2 separate regions of the Anas platyrhynchos genome follow, and region 1 is linked to region 2. A link is a contact called in public Hi-C data. All regions are on one chromosome and are shown on one strand. The core of a region is the stretch at or near the end of the contact, and the rest is flanking DNA. Distances in the headings are between cores, read along the strand shown.

What was found. Hi-C and Micro-C count contacts between places; a contact is called where the count stands out from the background.
Region 1: a Hi-C map of subcutaneous adipose tissue shows a contact between it and region 2, with 4 times the contacts expected there. The contact joins the promoter of SPRY1 here to the enhancer-like site in region 2. A contact is called at or near these places in 3 of 8 Hi-C or Micro-C datasets (liver, skeletal muscle and subcutaneous adipose tissue).

Annotation. Positions count from the first base shown.
Region 1 is chr4:46,057,023-46,062,326 of IASCAAS_PekinDuck_T2T, forward strand. It overlaps SPRY1 (sprouty RTK signaling antagonist 1), which reads right to left and starts at 2,492. Exons shown (of 2, transcript XM_027456822.3): 1 at 2,327-2,492.
Region 2 is chr4:45,963,330-45,969,110 of IASCAAS_PekinDuck_T2T, forward strand. No RefSeq gene overlaps it. Among named protein-coding and RNA genes, the nearest start is that of SPRY1, 93 kb to the right of the region's middle. Within about 2 kb of position 2,437, at least 1 of the 8 cell types and tissues checked has an H3K27ac peak or open chromatin away from gene starts, as enhancers often do. A contact at or near this core is called in subcutaneous adipose tissue, where this site is marked.

The DNA.
Region 1 (5,304 bases), core at 1,242-3,741, 94 kb after region 2:
TAATCTGCAGCATCAGAAAGCTAAACAGATTTGCTTGCTAGCATGCTTCCGTAAGTATCCTTCTTAAGGTGAGGTATGTGCACTACAGAGCCTTGAAATAAGCACTGTCAAGCGTATGAGACATTTTCTGCAAGAAATCCAGCATGCAAATCTCATAAAACTAAAATAAGGGTGCAAACAGAAGCAATAAGGGTGCGAACAGAAGCCTGTTTTCAAGTATTTTCTGACCAAAGGGCAGAGTGTGAAAGAAAAACAGGTAGAAAAGAATAAGACAAATTAAGTGTCAGATAAGGACTTGTTTCAAAAAAAAAAAAAAAGTTAGGCACTTTTAAAAAACAGAATAAAAAAAACACAAAGAACAAATAGTATTTCCCAAGATGAACTGATTAAAAGCTTCTGAAATACAAGTTCTTCTATTCAATCTTTTAACTGTTAACAAAAAGGTTGCAATTGCCGAGCTGGAAAACTGCAGTGACAGTTCCGTACCCATACGAAAACAGACATGAGACTACCTAAAAGCCAGGCTTATAGAGAGAACGCATAAAACAAACTGCTTTCCTTCACCGAGAGCCCTAGACAAAGTCCCTGCAAGATGTCACGTACATTTACCTGCAGGAGCAACAAGATTAGCGCTAGGCAATCGAGCACTGCCAAAGCACCCATGAGAAGAGCCGTGGGGAAGCGTCTCACCTCTCCAGCCCGCAGGTGGCACGGAGCTGTTCGCAATGCGAGCGACACAGGCACCGTGGACACACGGAGAACAGAGCAGGACTTATCCTAGCAGGTAGCCACGCATCTGCATCACCCTGAGCGCTGGCACAAGCTTAGCACCAGCTTCTACCAGGACGCAAAGTCTCCGTGCTGATCCGCCAGCCGAAGGTTGATTTGACGTTTAAATGTCACCTGCGAGGGCTTTAGGGTCACGGGCTTCGGAAGCAAGCAAGCACGAGAAGCCGAGGAGCACCGCACTCACTTCTGATTCACTCCGCACACCGCCCCGCCAGGCGCTGAGGCTGAATGAAGGCGCAGCAGGAGAGCTTCACAGCCGCAGCGGGCGGCAGCCGGGCTCCCGGGGGAAGGCAAAACCACATCCCACGGCACGGCGAAAGGCAGCCAGTGCCATCTGGGGGGCAGGCGGAGGGCGGCAGGGGCCGAGGGAAGCCGCCGGGGGGACACCCCCGGGCCTCGCAGCGGCGGCTGCCCCCGGCTCACGGGGCCGCATGAGGCGGGACGGGGCGAGGGGACCGGGCGGCTCCGCTCCGCACCGCTCCCGGGGCTGGCCGAGCCCCGGCCCCGAGGTGCTGCGGCGGGCGGCGCCCCCTGCGAGCCTGGCGGGGCGCGCAGCTGACGGGGAGGAAGGAAGAGGAGGGGAGGGGAAAAAAAAAAAAAAAAAAAAAAAAAAAAAGTTATGAATGAAAACAAGGGCTTCCCCCCCGCCTTCTGCAGGGGGAGGGCGCAGCCCGAGGTCGCTGCTCCCTGCGGAGGGCGGACTTCCCGGCGTTTAAAGCGCCAGCGCACGGCGGCACGGCCGCTGCCGGGGCGGGGAATCCCCGCAGACGGCTGCGGGCAGCCGGCACGGCTCGGCTCGGCACAGCACAGCACGGCTCGGTATTGCACGGCACGGCTCGGCTCCTTCCCCCCCGGGTCTGCCCGGAGCCCCCCGGCCGCTGAGCGCCGCCCGGGCTCTGTCAGGGCACCGCCGCCCTCCTCCTCCTCGCCCTCCGCCCCGCTCCGTGCCGCCCGGCACCTGCTCGCCCCGCCGCTTCCAGGCGCAAAAAAAAAAAAAAAAAAGCACGCCCCGAAGCCCATTACCTCCCTAATTACGCCGGGAGGCGCTAATTGCGGCCAAGCCGGGCTCGCAGCCCACCCCGCCGCCCCTCGGGGGTCGCCTGCCCCTCGCTCCCCGCGGCTGCTGCGAGGGGCAGCGCTCCGCCCGTCCTCCCGAGGCAGACACCGGGCTTGCAGCGATGCTAGAAACCAGCAGCAGCGGTAGTAAAAGCAGCACCGACGACCGTAAAGCAGCTCGAGCCTCACCGCGGCGGCTCCGCGGGGCGCTCCCGGCACCGGCCAGGGCTGAGCGCGGGGGCAGCGGGGAGCGGGGCTGCAGCCGGAGCCGAGCGGCTGCCATGTGCTCGGCGCTGCCGTCGGCGGCCGCCTGACAGCCTGCGAGCCCGGCCGCCGCCTCGCCGCCAGCAGATCGGCTCCGGGGCTCGCCCCGCCGCCCCCTTCGCTCTCTTTTCCTCCCTCCCTCTCCGCCCGCCCGGCCCCGCACCTGCCCCAGCCCCAGCCCCTGCCCCTGCCCCGGCCCCGGCGGCGCGCAGCTTACCGGAGGGCGAGGTGAGAGCCTGCCTGCCGGGGCACATTGGCGGCCCCGGCGCGGAGTCCAGCCCGGGCAGTGCAGGCAGCCTGGCGCCGTCCCGCCGCCGCGCCGGAGTGAGCGCGGCCGCGCTCCGCCGCCTTTCAGCGCGCAGCCCCCGCCCGCCGCCCGGCCGCGCCCCCGTGATGCCGATGTGTCACCGCGCGGCGCCCCCGAAATCCCGGACTGGACTCCGCCCGCGCACGGCTCCAGCCCGCGGGGGCCGCGCCGCCCGCCCGCCTCCCGCCCCGAGTCCCTCCCGGCCCGGCCCTGCCCCGCGCCTCGCCCCCTCCCTCCCTCCCGCACGGCCCGGCCCGGCCCGGCCCGGCCCGGCACCGCCCGGCTCGGCCCGGCCGCAGGTGGCCGCCCCCGGCCCGGCCAGCAGGGGGAGCGGGAGCCCCGAGGGGCCCGGCCCGCACGGAGGGGCAGCGGTGTGAGGGGTGGGGGGGCTGCGGCAAGGCCCTGCGGGGGTCGAGGCTCGGCGCTGAGCCGCCCGCTCGTGTCGAGCCAGGGGTCGTTTAGAGGCACCTTGAAGAACGCGGGGAAAGGATGTTAAAGGAAATCAGCGTTTGGGGAGTTATTTCTAAGAATGTGCAACCTACTGGGACGTGCGAGGCTCTTCACTACTTGGCTAACCATCCCTTAGGTCCCAAGTTTATCCAAAGTATTCTAACTGGCTTTTACAATCTCCTACAGGAAGGTGAAGATCTCCCATCGTCTGTCCCAAAGGAAAACAAAAAATACACACACACACTACGAATACTCAAAGCTGCTTATGGGGAACCTCCATTCTTACTAATACCAATCCTTGCAAACAAGAAAATACCTGTGCAAAGAAAAGACCTGTGCAAAAAATCCTTACAAACGAGAAAATAGCCATGCAAAGCTATTCTGCTGTAGCACCCCCTGTCCACCCAGACCACATGCACTGTCCCCGTGCAATTATTTTTCATTAATCTTCACCAGGCTTGGAAAGAAAATATCCAAACCACATTTTTTTTTTTTTAATTTCCATCACTATACAAAAAATTGATTTCAACAATGTATTTCTCCGTGAAATAAATACAGATGATCTATCAATTCTGAAATATCATTCGGATGTATCGTCTGATACAGACGAACTATCAATCAGACAGATGAACTTCCAATCACAGAGGCTCAAGTGACAAGCATGGCCATAAAATAAGCCAGTTCATTACTAATATTACAAGGGGTATTAGAAAATGGGATTCCTCACCGAAAGCACTCTCAGACACACTGCAAGCAGAAAGCAAAAAGCTAACTTTTGAAATTTCTGAAACCCATCTGAAACCTTTGGAACCTACCACTCTTCCAACTAACAGTAATTCCTACTGAAGAACAAAAATAACCACCAAAAAATAACAAAAGTTACTATGGGAGTGTAGCGCTTCGTGGTGCAAATCTATCATCTCCCACTATACTTTAGCTTTATTTCACACACAGAAAAAAAAACAACTCTGTTTTAAGTACAGATGAAAAACCAGCATTATATAGGTGTGCTATACATACTAATTCTTGCAGCGGTGCTGACAGGAGGAGCATCGGCGGCAGCAGTAGGTAAACTGCAGATAAACTGCAGATAACCGCACTGCTGGGGTCAGCGGGGCTCTGCTGCACGGCCAGGCACACTCGCATCTAGCAACCGACTGTCTTCTCACACAAGTCAGTGCATTTCTTTCCTAGGAAACTGCTGTGAAAACATTGCTTAACACCTTTTAATGCACATCTCCAAAGCGGGTACTACCTTAAAAAACTATGCCAAGCGTAACAGCCTGATTTTAGAAATACAATACTAGGCTTAAATGGGTCAGTAAAATAATCAAGAATCCTGGCAGCGGTTTACTATCACTTGGCACCAGGACGAGCACTTCACTGAAACGAGGCAAAACCCTACAGCTAAACCAGAAGGCTCTCCACAGACTCAAGCAAACATGCCTGCATCTCACACAAGTCATCTCATTAGATTTTTCTTGGAAATGGTAGCAGTAAGAAGCTTGTGTTAGAAAAAGGAGAGCTAAAATTCTGCAGAAAAAGTTGGCAGCCTGGAAGAGGACTGACACACCTTATGACTACATCCTGGCACAACCTGAATTTGAGAATTGACAGACAGACAGGAATCCAAACTGTCCTCCGAGGGAGCCTCTCCATTCCACTGACGATAATAAAGTCAAGAGAGACCAGCCCTCTGTGCCCAGTGCTAATCCTCATGACAAACCTCCCAGAATTAGGTCCAAGAGACTGAATGACTGCTGATAGTCGTGATTCAGTCCCCGTTTCCGCTTTCACTTTGAGGATCATGTATGGGAGATAATCTCCACGTTCTGCAGTCGTATACTGCTTCTCCCTTGTGCAAGCGTCAGGGTGCCAGAAGACGTTGCACAGAATAAAAACAAAGTCCATGGTTGTTCCATTGTGTTTTGTTTCATTTTTTCATAATCCATACCCAGAAGCAGCTTTCCTAAGTCACTTGATTGAGCTTCATAGGTAGTGAACTACACCTCTGTGAAGAGGGATTGAATAAAACATGATCCTCCCACTATCAGTACTGAGTGACAGTGCTGCTGTGTTGCATCCCACCTGGAAATACCTTTGTATTTCCCCCTCAGCAGCATCTCCTGGCTCATGCCAGGGCACAGCTCCCAGCTGAGAACACGGACATGTACCCGGTCCCAGACGTCGGCACCTCATTCCACCTCCTGAGCTGTGTAAGGTGGCTTAGTTTGTGAAAAGCAAAACCCATCCAGTCTATCATCACACGCTATCATTTCAGACCAAGCAGGTGACAAGGCCTATACTTGAAGACTTCAATATTACTGTTCCCGTCACTCATCTTCCTTGGTGATAACCATCTTGAGCCAATATGGCTTTGAGGAAACTCAGCAGAGGAAGCGTCTACCTTTGCGCAAGGTATTTGTCAGTTAATAACC
Region 2 (5,781 bases), core at 1,187-3,686:
ATTCTGGTCTTCCTTCAAAAGGGACCACTGTCTTCAGAAGAGAAACGTATGAGCTCCCATTAAAAAGAAACGGTTTCTAATAGATTGATAGGGGATCTTCTACATAGGGACATAGGGAGTTTTGAAACATGTCTGTATACTTCTTTAGTACATTAAGAATTTTTCCTTTGGTACATTAAAAATCTATTTTACAAACCTTTTCAAAGCACCTTGTTTATGCTGTAAAGATAAAAAAAAAAAAAGAAAAAAAAAAAAAAGAAAAGGAGGAGGTGGATAAACCAGTGGAACTGAGACTGCACAAGTAGGTCTCATCTGTATCTAAGTATATCCAGATACACATTAAGTGCCAACTCCTTAGTAAGCTCGATAATAAATCTAGCACACAAGTGTAAGAACTACATACAGGAACTGAGACTTCTTCCATTAAGAAGTGGACTGTAAGCGCACACAACTTTTTTTAAACCACTAAGCAAATAATAAACACACACCTCAGCAAAAAAATAAACAGCAGAACACAGCTCTGCTTTTGCCCAACTGTTTTGCCTTAAATTACCTTTTACCATTGTCTGAAGGACTTAACTGTTTGAATTACCCTTGTTCTTTTTTTTTTTTTTCCCCATTATTTTTTCCCTCCAGCATCATCCAGCTTGAATAAAAGACCCATTGCCCTCTTGTGGCTCTGTTACTCGTGAGCAGACTCTTTTCACAAGGAAGCTGAATCTGAGAATAGCCCATCGCAGACTTTTTGTATCTCTTAAGATTTGCATCATGGAAGGAAATGCTGGCTTCTGTCCAGTTCTGTGATTTACTGTAACCTTCCAAAGGAACATCCAGTTGATTAGTACAATTTAGTAGTCATGCCAAAAACAAAGAATAGGAATATTTCTGGCATGTTCTTTTTCCAAACATCCAAGCATAATGAGAGAGATTGTGCCTGTTTGCTATTTCTGCATTCAGAACCTGAGATGTTGTGTTCAGTTCCCTTATTCTTATTTGAAGTCCCATTTTTGATGTGGCTCAGTGATGTGTCAGAGACTGAAACCTCGCTGCTGAAAGGAAATTGTTATTATTCCCTCAGATCAATAGAAATGCAATTACATTTGATCAGATGAAAAAAAAACACCACACAGAATGCATGGAAATATTCACCAATACAATGCACCGACCATGTAAACCACAAAAAATAGGCAGCAAAACAAAATGTAGAAATATGTCTTTTACTCCCAAATAACCCTGCTTTTTCTGTTTTATGGTTTCTAATCAGCACAAAGACTCATGTCAACCAGCGCTAAAACACTTCAACACTTCTCCCCTTCTCCCTCACATCACATCAAGGAAATATCGATAATTTGCTCTTCATACCTACTTTCTCTGAATCCAACCCTCACACAGAATCCTTCACCTTCCCAAGAGGGTTTCCTTCACTGCAGCCATGAAAACAGCAAGATCAAGTGGAAAGCAAGAGAGCAGGTTATTTTTTCTACACCTTTTGTAGAATAAGTATGTCAAAGGACTAAAATCAGACAGCAGATAGATGTAACTGACAACACCAGTGTCTTTATATTATTTCCACAGCAAAATTTCAAAAAATATTACGACATCAGATACAGTGGTTATCAGATTTCTAGTCATCTTGTTCAGTTACAACTTGGCTGTACTTAATCACTATGACCTACCTTTATGAAGATCATAAATTACTCATCTAAGTTGCTTTACTCTCATTAGCTGACCATTTTTACAATAATATATTCAAGAACCATTGCAATGTCTGGATTAATCTGTGAGGCAAATTTAATAAAATTCCAAGTCATCTTTCTAGGTAAACTGAAAAGTCTGAGCTGAAAAATGCCTGGAACTTACTGGGGCAAAAGAATCACTGATTATTATTTTTTCCCTTAAAATTGTATTCCGTTCACTGCCCCAAAATTCTGGCTGCACAGCAGCAGCAGGTGGATAAGAGATTTCTGTTAGCCAGACTGAGCTCAGGAATGTGGAAAATGAGCCCAAAGCATAAAATAAAGAATAATTATTTAAAAAAAAAAAAAAAAAAAGGAATAATTGATGAACCTTCAATTCATACTTGGCTAGCAAAGCACATAGGATACAGGATGTGCAGCTTTATCTGTTTGTGCTAGCGCACCTCAGCATCTGGCTGTCATAGCAGATATAAACTTGGTGGCAGATGTTTGCAAGAATCCCTGAGGAAAGGCTGTTTCTGTAGTTAGAAGCGTCCAGGGAAGCTTGTTCATTTTGCCACGTTTTTGTCACCCTTCCATTTTGAATCATCATTCTTCTCCCCCTTGTCTGTCTGTCTTGGACAGGACAAGCCTCTTGGCAATGGCTCACTGAACTGAATCTTCTCCAAAAATGTCCTCACTGTCCCAAGTTCCTAATCTTTCCATACTTTCTCCAGTTTCATCCAGAGACCACTGGCAATAGCCAAGGCCTCCTCAAATACTGCACATTCAGGCACAGCCCAGATGCAAACTTGTGTTTCAAACCTCCACATCCACGGGCCACAAGTGACGTTTTGCCCTACAGTCCGCCTCTAGCCTTGCATAGTGTCCCTGAGAGGATTGCACACCTCTTACATGCCTTAGCACTGTTCAGCATTCATGAAGTGGGAATTTGCTAACAGCCCAGTTGAGATGCAACAGAATGGTGTCAACAACCCCTTCTCTTTACCCATCCCAGTAAATCCACACCTGACATGTAAACCATTCAAAGATACATTTCGCATCTCAATTTGCCTGTGTTGCTACTACCTCCTTCCTTGCTCTATGAATACAACCTTTGGGAAAACAACCCCTACAATCCAAATTCAAACATGAATATACAACCTTTTTCAAGCCTCCTTTCATTTAGGAACTTCAATCTATCCCAAATGAGAGAGAAAGAATATCTAAAATTCTCATGACTCCAGATAAGAAAAAGGTTAGTTTTCCACAAAATACATAGACCAAGTACTTGTCTGCACTTTAGGTGCCTGATTATACCCACTTCGCACATCCAGCTCTAACCTGAAAGATGGGGGGAAAGTACAGTCCATGCTAAGAATGACTTGGCTCATACATTTCAGTCCTGAATACAGCTTTTGACAAAGGAATCAGAGAATGCTAGATACCAGTTAGTGCTAGTAAATTCGAAAATGTATTTCTATTATTGAAAAATAGCCTAGCTTTAATCCCTAAACAAGTAAACCAATTTGCAAACCACTCCATACCAAATGGGCTGAGCACTTCTCAGAAATCTAGCCCATCACATCAGTTGTCACACTTATTTGCTTCTTCATTCATTAGGTGCCTCCTTTTTTTTTTCTTCATTTATTTTATATTGCAGAACCTTAAAGTTTAGTTTAGTACCACTGCAGATAGCCATGACCTTTAGCCAGGATGAAAGCCATGAATTCATAACCTACACACAAATGACTTCATACTACATTTCCAACCACCGGAGGCATGTGGTCCCCCACTTGGCACTCTCTTGTTGGAGCTCCCTGCCCTGTGGCTCTTGCACAGCTTTTTTACTCACAGTCTTAGAACTAAGATGAATTTCTACTACTTCAATGATTACTTTCTGTTGCTAGTTGATATGCCTTCTAATATTTACAGACAGACACCATGACTCAGTTTCAAGTGTCTGGCAGAGGTATGGTAGTGGATAGGAATTCTTTTAGAAAGTAACAAAGAAAATTAAATTTATGAGTGTTGTCGTCAGTTGCAATAAGAAATTAGCTTCTTTCAGGAAACACTTCATTTTATGGAAATGTGCATTGAACTTCTCTGGATTTCAGATCTGGCCATGCTACTTCTTAAGTTCCACTGCAAAATCTTAGAGCCAAGTACCTGCAATTGTGAGCAGCTTTGGATTCGTATCCCAATTCTAACTTAAATTATTTCATTTGAGCCAGCTGGGCCCATTTTACATTCAACATCTAACTAGACCTTTCCATGTCATGAAAATTTTACACAAATGCCCATTAGTGTTTCCCAGGGGAGAATACTATCCAACAATCATTAAGAAAAACTCTAAAGAAACATCATTTATTTTCTAGTACTTTTAAAAATACAACCATATCAACTCAATAGTTACAACCCAACCTGCTTTGAGACAAGACCAGGTTAAGTCTTCCTCCTCTTTTCCCCCTTTCATTTTGAGGGCATGGAGGATTATCCTATTGCCACTCACCACAGGCACCGTGAGCTTCACAGAACCAACAGTCAGAACTTCTCCAAAGCCAAAACCACAAGACCCTTTTCCTTCAGCATGAAGACAACACACCTCTAGGGCTCTCAATAAAATGGCCTGAGGCATGTCTTGGAGCAGTACCTATTTCATGCAGGAGAGGGCAGTGATATACACATGCACACAGCAATTAAATACATGTGCGTTTGGTCACGCTTCTTTAAAGTGCATGACTCTCCTGAAGACTCAGAAGCTATTCATCATCATTTAATTAAATCAAGGGAGATGTCACTATGGTATACAACCACCTCATGACACAGACTCAAAATGAATGCAAGTACTTCAGTGCTAAATGAGAGTAATAAATGCCTGGGGTTGAAAAGCAATTGTAAAAGGTACAGGATACTCAGGTGGGAAAAACAGTCTGCTTGAGAGCAAGCAGAGATCCACATCAATCAGTCATTTCTTTAAGAGTGGACAATTCAAATTTTGATTTCATATAGGCACCCACAAAGATGATCAGAACAGCAAAAGGGAAGGAGCTTTGCAAAGTATCCAAAGCTGAAATCTGCAAGATATTTTGTCATTGGACTCAGTAAAACCTAGTCATCTAAACACCAGCATGGATCTGAATCTTGAACATGTTTCAATAGCAAGCTAGTGAGACTTGGAAAACCTATAAAGACTTGTTCCCAAAACACTGTTTATTAAAATTTCAAGAATATCTCTACTTATAGTTTTGGAAAATAATCAAATTTCTTCTCATGGCTGAAGTAGTTCCCAAATATGTTTGTCTGGATTATAATTTGGTTGATTCTTTTTTTCCCCTCCTTTTTAATACAGAGCTCATAAAGAAAACCTTAAGACAAAAATAATACTCCTTAATATAAAGATCAGAAACTAAAAAGCATGATTTAAAGTGGACTAATGTACACACAGACAAGAGTAGAGATAAGTTAAAACCAAGCAAATGGTATTTGCACATCCCTCATGTGTCCAGTACCAGCACCACCAAGATACATTAAACACATATCTTAGGGTAACTAATAGCAATCTGCAGAAATATTCATTTAGTAACAAATTTTGTATTCAGCCAGCCTACAGGGGAAGCCTCACAAGCGCACTGAGAAGTCCAGTACATCCCACAAAACGTCTAAAGGGTGAAGCTTCATGACTGGGGGAGGCAGGAAAACCTGCCACGTGGGAGTGCTCACCCACTGCTACAGCAAATGCAGGCCTCTAGACAAAACTGCCCCCTACAACTGCAAAGAGCTCCAGAAACAGCATTACTCAAAACAGAAGCAATCAAGAAGAGAAACAGGAGCAGCACCCTGGCTTCCTGGGAGGAGCAGGGCATGGACGTGGACAGAACAGGGGTGAGTGCCCTGCAGGGCACTGCCAAAGCAGGGCAGCGTTCATACAGCACAAGTCGCTTGAAGGTTACATATTCAAAGAGAGTGATCCAGTTGAGTTCAGCTCAGGAGTCAGAAATTAGTATACAGTCTTACCAACAAAATACAAATCTATATTCTTCTGTCTGAAAAGAGTCACAGCAGAGGATAGGACCACCTACATCAGGCAAAAAATAGGAACGGA